Regions from separate parts of the Danio rerio genome. Here region 1 is linked to region 2. Evidence: chromatin contacts called from public Hi-C data. All regions are on one chromosome and are shown on one strand. Each heading gives the region's core, a stretch centred on a gene start, on an enhancer-like site or on the middle of the called end of the contact. The rest is flanking DNA. Distances are from core to core; before and after follow the strand shown.

Region 1 (4,016 bases), core at 1,245-3,744, 300 kb after region 2:
ACAAATAACTTTTTTTCCCATAAATCTAAAGCTATAAATATACGGTGCGAAAGTTCAGTCAGGCTCTGTGTTTTTTGGCCAGGACTCTGAAGTCCATATGGCAGAAGTGAAGTCAGCATTGTTTTATGAGCCTGCTGCCTTCATTTTAAGCCAGCATGGCTACATCTTGGATTATTGATTTTTCTAATGAATATGTCTTGACTAATGGGGGTCGTATCCTATTGTCCAGTGGCGATGTGAATGATTGCCTTTTTTGATGGTTCAAGTAAAAGAGATGTTTTTTGCTGATAGAAAGTTTCCACTGACCATAAAATAAATCAAGTTTCAACATTTTTGATAAGATGACAGATTACTGATAAAGCACCTTGACTATCCAATAAAAGTTGAAGTCATATTCATAAATTAACAACTTGCCCATATCCTACATGGTCCTAATTGTTGAAATTTTCAATAATAATTTTATAGAGATACCATCGCTTGTGATGTGTATCTACAGTAATTACACTTTTAGTAAATGATATAGTAACAGTTCAGTTACTGTCGATACACATAAATACACAAAGGCTTTTATACATTTCATCAGGTATTATATATAAATAACTCTCCTTGCTATTGTTGTTTTCATGTATAGTCTTCATGTTATCTGTTTGTGTATATCATATACTAGAACATGAATATATCAATTATTTATTAATTAAATAATAATACTACACAGCAATATCTATATCATATCTATATCATCTACATTTTATCTTAATGATCATGATGATAATAGGTAAAAATGATAAAAAGTGCAATGTGAATAAATAATAATAATTATAATAAATACATATATAATAACAACAATAATTATAATTATAATAATAATTATTATTATTATTATTATTATTATTATAATTATTATTTATTACCATTGTTCTTCTTATCATTATTACTTTTTAATTAAAGTTCATCATCATCATTATTAAGATCAAATGTAAGACACTGTAATAATAATAATAATAATAATAATAATAATAATAATAATAATAATAATAATTATTATTATTATTATTATTATTTTTGTTATTGTTGTTGTTGTTGTTGGTATATATTATATTATATGATATATTAATATATGTAATGGAGTATTGTTATTAATTGTTTTGTTATTGTGATGTTATTACTCGATAATTAATTTAATTAATAGGTATACATAATTTGATGTTGATGATGATGATAAAGTATAGTAATGTTATTTATTTGAGTCTTGCATATTTTTGTTGATGATGATGACGATGATGATGATGATGATGATGATGATGATGATGAAATGCAATAAAAATTTACAAATACAACTTTTGTACTACTACTGCCATACTACTTCTAAATTATTATTATTATTATTATCATTATTAATACTCATATTAATAATAATACAGTATTGTTATTAGTTGTTTATTATAATGTTATTTATTAATAGTCAAATTATGATATATTCATAATTTAATTATGATAATGGTACAGTATACTAATTAAAACAGTATTTCTTAACTATCAAACTATTAAAACATATATCAGTGTACTATTCAACATTATCTAGATTTTGTCTAGAATATTTTGTCTTGATTATGCTTATTATGATGATGAAATACAATGCAACTTTTTCAAATACAACTGCTATACCAGATTACTAAATTATTATTGCTAATGTTGTTGTTGTTGTTGTTGTTGTTGTTGTTGTTGTAGAAATGTTTAAATATTCGCATTTCACAACAATTATAATAAACACTTATCGACAGCAAAACCAAATGTGTTGCAAGATCGGACTTGTTATTTCCTAAAGAGTAGAGATGTGGAGTAGGTAACGGTTCCCATGGTGAGGCTGTCCTTTGACTAACATCTGTTGCTCGTCCGCGGCCACAATGGCCCAACTAAACCCGCGATGCGCGCGCAGGTGAAGAGATCAGCACCCGGAGCGCGCGAGCTTTTGTATTGTGTTCAATCAGAGCGGCAGCGCAGATGTGCGCAGCGCGCCTGTTCTAGACGCATTACGGTAGAGCAAACTGTCCCCTAACACATCGCCAACACAAGACACAAGCGGAGTAATTCAACACTGATTTCTCTGCGAATGAGCGAGGAACAGACGAGATGCCAAAAACTCCAGCGAGAAGCATTATTGGGACTTTAGGAAAACTCACCGTGTGACTAACAGAGAGGAAGAGAGAAGACCTGAAGCGACGAGGAGGCGTAAAGAGCCGCGTGCTTGTTCTTCATGAACTTTGAGGAGCGCTGTGACCATGCAGCCTTTGAGCTAGTGCACGATTATTGTTTCCACTTATCACCCTACTGAGTGACCAGTCTGAGGGAGAGGAAGCCAGTAAAAAGGAAAAGAAGACTAATAAAGACAGTTGTCGTTTAAAGTAATGGTCTGAAGACATCACTCATAGAACAGGATTTTTTTTTCCTTTTTGCGTTGCTCTTCTGAAGGTTTCTGGAATCACTGGGACATTCACGAGAGCTGGAGCGACACATCCACATGGTCCAGCCGTAGAGTGAAAGTAGAGTTCTTCACAATATCCTAACAGGTTCATATACACTTTTTTACTTCTTTTTCTTTACTTCTTTGCTCCTCGCGCGATTCAGCGTTTTTAATATTAGCCTAATGTGTATTCCACATTTGAATGCACGGACGTGTTATCACACACATTTATTCAGATCAATAGAAATAAATGTTACAGTCATAGTTTTTTTCTTAGATATTTCGCCAAATGGGATACTAAAGCTCGCATTGGAACAATGCAACTTTTTTACGTGACACTTTTAAACCGGGGACGAAAGCGTGCATTTATTCTTCACGAGAGAATCATAAATCATTATGATTTAGTTACCCGCAAACTTCACTATAACAATACATAAGAACGCAAAAGCAGTTTGGATAAAGTTAACAAAACATAGCGATTCAAACAAGTTTAATAAACATGCATCTGCGTTTGAAAATAGGCTATCGCCTGCCCTTACTTTTGATCTAAACTATAAGATGACTTTTTTGACAGATCAAATAAAATAGTTTGAGATAAATCGGTGCTATTTTGCATTTGCTTTCTTTTGAAGAATGCCATGCTTCACTTACAGAAATGTAGAAATCAGATGGCCGTACAAAACTCTCATGATAAATAATTCAAGACAATAAACTGCATGTAAATATACAAGTTTAAAAAGTCTAATCACGTTTTTTATTTTAATAATATACCTTCAAGCAATTTTCCCCTAATTCTCCGAGTTGCTGATTGTTTTTAACAGGCCCTCAGGAAACAGAGAGCAGATCTTATGTAAATAACTCATAACAATCCGTAAGTTTTCATTTTTATCAAATAAACCGATTTTTAAAACCGACTTTTTAAAATTATAACGTTTGTTAAAACCAAAAAAATCCAAGGGACATATTGAAATTATTTATAGTTGTTTTAGTGTCATTTGTACCGGTGTGTTATTAAGATAATATAACATAAAGATGCAACGCATAAAATACTTTAAATACATTAACTCGGCATTCATAATTATTTATAATCACTAATTTAAGTGTATTGATTACCGCGAAATACAATGACATTAGTAAAGTTAGTATTGGCGCAAAAGCAGATTTCCCCAAAAAAGGGACGAACGTTATTTACCTCATTACTTACGTCAAAAGAACGTATCATAATTAAATATTTTATTTTCATTAGTCAGTTTTGCTTCACTTTAGTAATTAACAGACAGGTTGATGACAAACTTTAAAAACATAATACTTTTATTTTGAGTTTCATTTACAAATGAATGAGCAAGATTAACTTTTGTTTTTAATTATTTACACAGTTTTTCATGATTTTGTATTCGTTTCGTAATTAAATCAGCGATATTTCAGCTTAAAATCTCTAAAATAAAATAATAAAACTAAACTTGCAACAATTTCAACATTTGAGTACGGGGCATAAAGTGAATCTGCAGAGGGAACTACAGCTCACGAGTTGAACCAAGTGTACTGTTAAATCGCA
Region 2 (4,207 bases), core at 1,462-3,961:
AAAAAGAAAAAAAGGAGGGGGGAGAAGGTGTTAGTTGTCATCTATCTCCTATTTTTGGTTTACTCAAGTTAATGTGTACATTTAAGATATAAATGTGTTCATTTTGCTGTAATTTTTGGAAAGCTAATTTGACGGCGGCTTTGAATTCAGAAAGGTACATAGTGTTCTAATCCCTGCTATCTTTCCAAATTGCTAAAGATACACCGGATATCAACAGTTTGGGGTTTCGTGAAGCAGGCGTTGTTAACAATAGCCAGATGCCTCTTCCGAGCAAAACAGTGATGCTCCCAAGGGCTGTAGCGATGACAAACAGTTGTTGTTGCCTTTTGTTTTGACAGCACTTCCGAACCCTGGAGCCAGGAAGAAACAGACTGTTGTTGTTAAATATGTGACACGGAGAGATCTGGTTGACGGTAAAAACTAAGCCAAAAACACTTTCCTTATTTGTGTTTTATTTCGTGAGGAAGAAGTTGATTTAGATGTGTGTAATTTAGGTTGACCGCTAGGGGGAGCTATTTGAAAGTTGCTCAGGAGTGAAGCAGACGCACAGGTGAGGAAACGTAGATGGGGTTTAGTGTTTGTGTAAGAACTATTCTGAGTTCGTTTTTAAGAGGAGTTTTTATCTAAATGTTTACATGTCGGTTCTATGTTTAGTGTGGATGTTGAGGGATAAAAGCAGTCTTCAGTCATTCCTCAAATCAGCTGAAGTGTGAGTTGTGATGAAAATAACTGAAACGACCCAAACAACAGCACTTGGGAAAGTACATTACTCATTGAACGGTTTGGAAAAACTAACCCTGGTTTCTAAACCCTAAACTATAGGCTCTTTTGAATAATAAAAAAAAATTGATGGGTACAAAACTGTAAATAACTTTTTGAGATGTGGGGTCACCAGCGTTGTAATATCATAAATTGGCATTATCATATTATTAAATGTATTTTTAGACACTATTTTAAAACATAGCACTTGATTGATTTAGGTCAGTAGTTTACAGGCCTGTAGCCAGTCTGGTAAAAGGGGTGGTTCTTTTTTCTCAAAAAGTGGATATTTTGCAATTATACGCCTCATTTTCTAATTAATTATAACATTTAAAAACTGCATTTTAGTGACATTTTAAGCACTATTCTAAATGAGCTTTTTGAATGGTAATAGGATCATAACCAGACTGTTTCACTATTTTAGCCAAGTATGGGCTGTTTTTGGTGCTTCATAACTTTTAATTAGTCATTTTTTGTTTTAAAAAAAGTCAAAGATGTAGATTAAACTTGTAAAATGTTTTCTCCATTTAAAAACAATACAGTAGTGAAAAATGGATGTTGGACTCATGAAAAATATTTGTTAGCATTGTGTTTAGCGGAAGTTACACTGAAGCGACAGCCAACAGAGGATTCCTCTTGGTCTTAAAGCCTTTTTTGATGGGTATTTTCACCATGATGGCATAGCAGTCAAAATAGGACAAATAAAATTCTGGACCTTTGTCAGTGAGGGGTGGGTCTTCTAAACCCCCCAACCCCCCTGGCTATGGGCCTGGTATAATTGGTTGTTAGTATTGTAAAATCCTGTAAGTACAGATGAAGGAAAAAATGTAAGCCCTCCTGTGGAAGTTATTTTCCCTAGTGATGTTTAAGAGAAGATTTATTTCCTTATGCATTTTAAAATGTAACAATTTGAATAATTAATTTCAAATAATTTTGTCTTTGCCACAGTACATAATATTTGTCTAGTTATGTTGAAACTTACTGGTATTTAGCTTAGAGTGCAATTTAAAAGTTTTACTAAGTTAATTAATTAAATAAACTATAGGCAGAAAAATAAAATAATTACTTTTCGAAAAATAATTAAAAAAAAAATTTCTTAAGGGAGCTTTTAATATTGACCACAAAAATTCTATAAAAACAGATAAAAAAGACAAGAAATAATAAAAAAGGGTGCACTGTCACTGCACAACAAGAAGGTCGAGAAAGAAAGGTTGAGAAAAAAATGGTTGAGTCCCAGCTGGGTCAGCTAGCATTTCGGTTTGCATGTTCTACCCGTGTTGGTGGGTTTCCTCCGGGTGTTCCGGTTTCCCCAGTTCAAAGACATGCGCTATAGGTGAATTAAATAAATTAAAGTAGGCGTAGTTTATATGTGTGAATGAGTGTGTATGCGTTTTTCCCAGTACAGGATTGCAGCTGGAAGGGCATTATCTATGTAAACATTTCCTGGATAAGTTGGCGGTTCAATCCACTGTGGCGACCTCTGATGAATAAATATACTTAGCCAAAGGAAAATAATGAATCAATGAATGAATTATAAGAAGAAAAAAAAATATTGTAAATAATTTAAAAATTCCCTTGCTCAGTTAAACAACACCTAAAGATAATGAGATATTTGAAAAAGAATATGGGCTAATAATTTTTCCTTCAGTTGTATAATGTATGGATTGAAATGTGTCCAACAGCATGAAAAATGAATTTTAAATGTATCATAGGCCTTATTTTAGCATGTTACTCTCCATCAAAATAATCAAGGAAGTTGTCATTTTAATTAAACACCAACCAACCTAAACAATAGATATTTTCGGCCATGTCAATCAGAGTATTTTTTCCATCATGCAGAAATAAGTCTCTTCAGAGCAGTCCTGTCCAGAAGCTTTCTCTCTGTCGAGGTCCAGCAGAGAGGAGTCAGCCAGGTCAAGCCTCGCTCATCCTTATAGTCCCAGCCGGGTGTGTAAGACCAAACTACATCTGGCCAATGATTCAGAGTGTCAGAGAGCACGGCGCATACTCACACACACACACACACACACACACACACACACACACACACACACACACACACACACACACACACACACACACACACACACACACACACACACACACACACACACACACACATATGCTGAGAGCCAGTGCACCATATTGCTGCGCTTTACTTGTTGATCAGTTTGATCAAAATGAACGCTCTGTTCATTCAATGCCATATCTTCTTTCCACCATTTACCATCGTGCTTTGCGTTTATTATGGCCATGACTTTCGTTAAACTTTAAACAATTAATGAAGTGTTTTAAAAAAAAGGGGTATAGTAAGTTGCCATTATTCTTCTCACATTTCATTTATTGAGTATTAATATACTCAATAATATACTCAAATATATACTCAAATATACTATACTCAAGGCAATTAGTATTAGTCAATTACATATGATATATGTTCAAACTACTTTTTTAAAATGAGCTGAAACAACACACTTCTTGAGATTTTTTTTGGGACAACTTAATTGTTTAATGTTCAGTCCACCAAATTTGTTACATTTACTTAATTTGTTTTGGGACAACATTAATGAATTGGTAAAGAACCCTACATTTCCTAACACTGTACAGCAGAAATCACTATAATAATAATATTCTGATTTGCCGTTCTGATTATAAAATTATTGGCAGTCACTCATTAATAATTTGTTTAGTTTTTTGTATAATTAACTGTTTATAATTTTTTTCTGGTTCATAATTTTGTGAAAACTGATCAATTTAATCATTTATTTATTTAATGATGCTTTGATTAAAAGAAAGTTCAAAATAACAACATTTATTTATATCATTTTTTATGTGTTTTTTTTTTTACACTGGAATGAGTCTTAGAAGTAAATGCTTATTGTGTTTTATTTTTGAATGATAGAGTATCACAAAAAAAAAAGAAGCAGCAGGCCAACAATGAAAGTATAAAAAGTTTTTAAGTAATAGATCTTCATTTTAGAATGATTGACGTTGAAGACTGGAGTAATGATGTTGAAAATTCAGCTTTAAATCATGGGAATAAATTACATTTTGAGCTACATTTAAAAAGAAAACCGCTGTTATAACTATAATAATATATAAAAAAAGTTTTTGGGTTTTAGATCAAATTAATGCAACTTTCTTTATTAGCATGACTCTTGTAAAACACATTCATGTTGATCTCAAATATAAAACATATTGCTGATCATTAATTTTATTTAAGATTTTTTCTTTTTTCTTAAATACATTACAAATAAACCTATTGTATAAACATTGTAACCCCAACAATAAAGCAGAAAATACCCAAATAAATAAAACAACCAGGTACACTGTAAAAAACATTCGTAAATTAGGTTTTCTAATATTTTTGATTCATGTTTTCATTATTTGTGCTTTTGAATTGCATTATGAGACCTTGGTCTTTTATCTTACAACTTTTAACAATAAC

What was found. Hi-C and Micro-C count contacts between places; a contact is called where the count stands out from the background.
Region 1: a contact with region 2 is called in a Hi-C map of hematopoietic stem cells, with 2.9 times the contacts expected there. The contact joins the promoter of foxp4 here to the enhancer-like site in region 2. A contact is called at or near these places in 3 of 18 Hi-C or Micro-C datasets (caudal fin, fibroblasts and hematopoietic stem cells) and 1 of 4 datasets of contacts at active chromatin or transcription factors (caudal fin).

What each region holds. Positions count from the first base shown.
Region 1 is chr11:24,020,591-24,024,606 of GRCz12tu, forward strand. It overlaps foxp4 (forkhead box P4), which reads left to right and starts at 2,495. Exons shown (of 18, transcript NM_001199491.1): 1 at 2,495-2,567.
Region 2 is chr11:23,717,595-23,721,801 of GRCz12tu, forward strand. It overlaps a transcript of foxp4 not described here. Among named protein-coding and RNA genes, the nearest start is that of zgc:101564, 35 kb to the left of the region's middle. Within about 2 kb of position 2,712, at least 3 of the 62 cell types and tissues checked have an H3K27ac peak or open chromatin away from gene starts, as enhancers often do.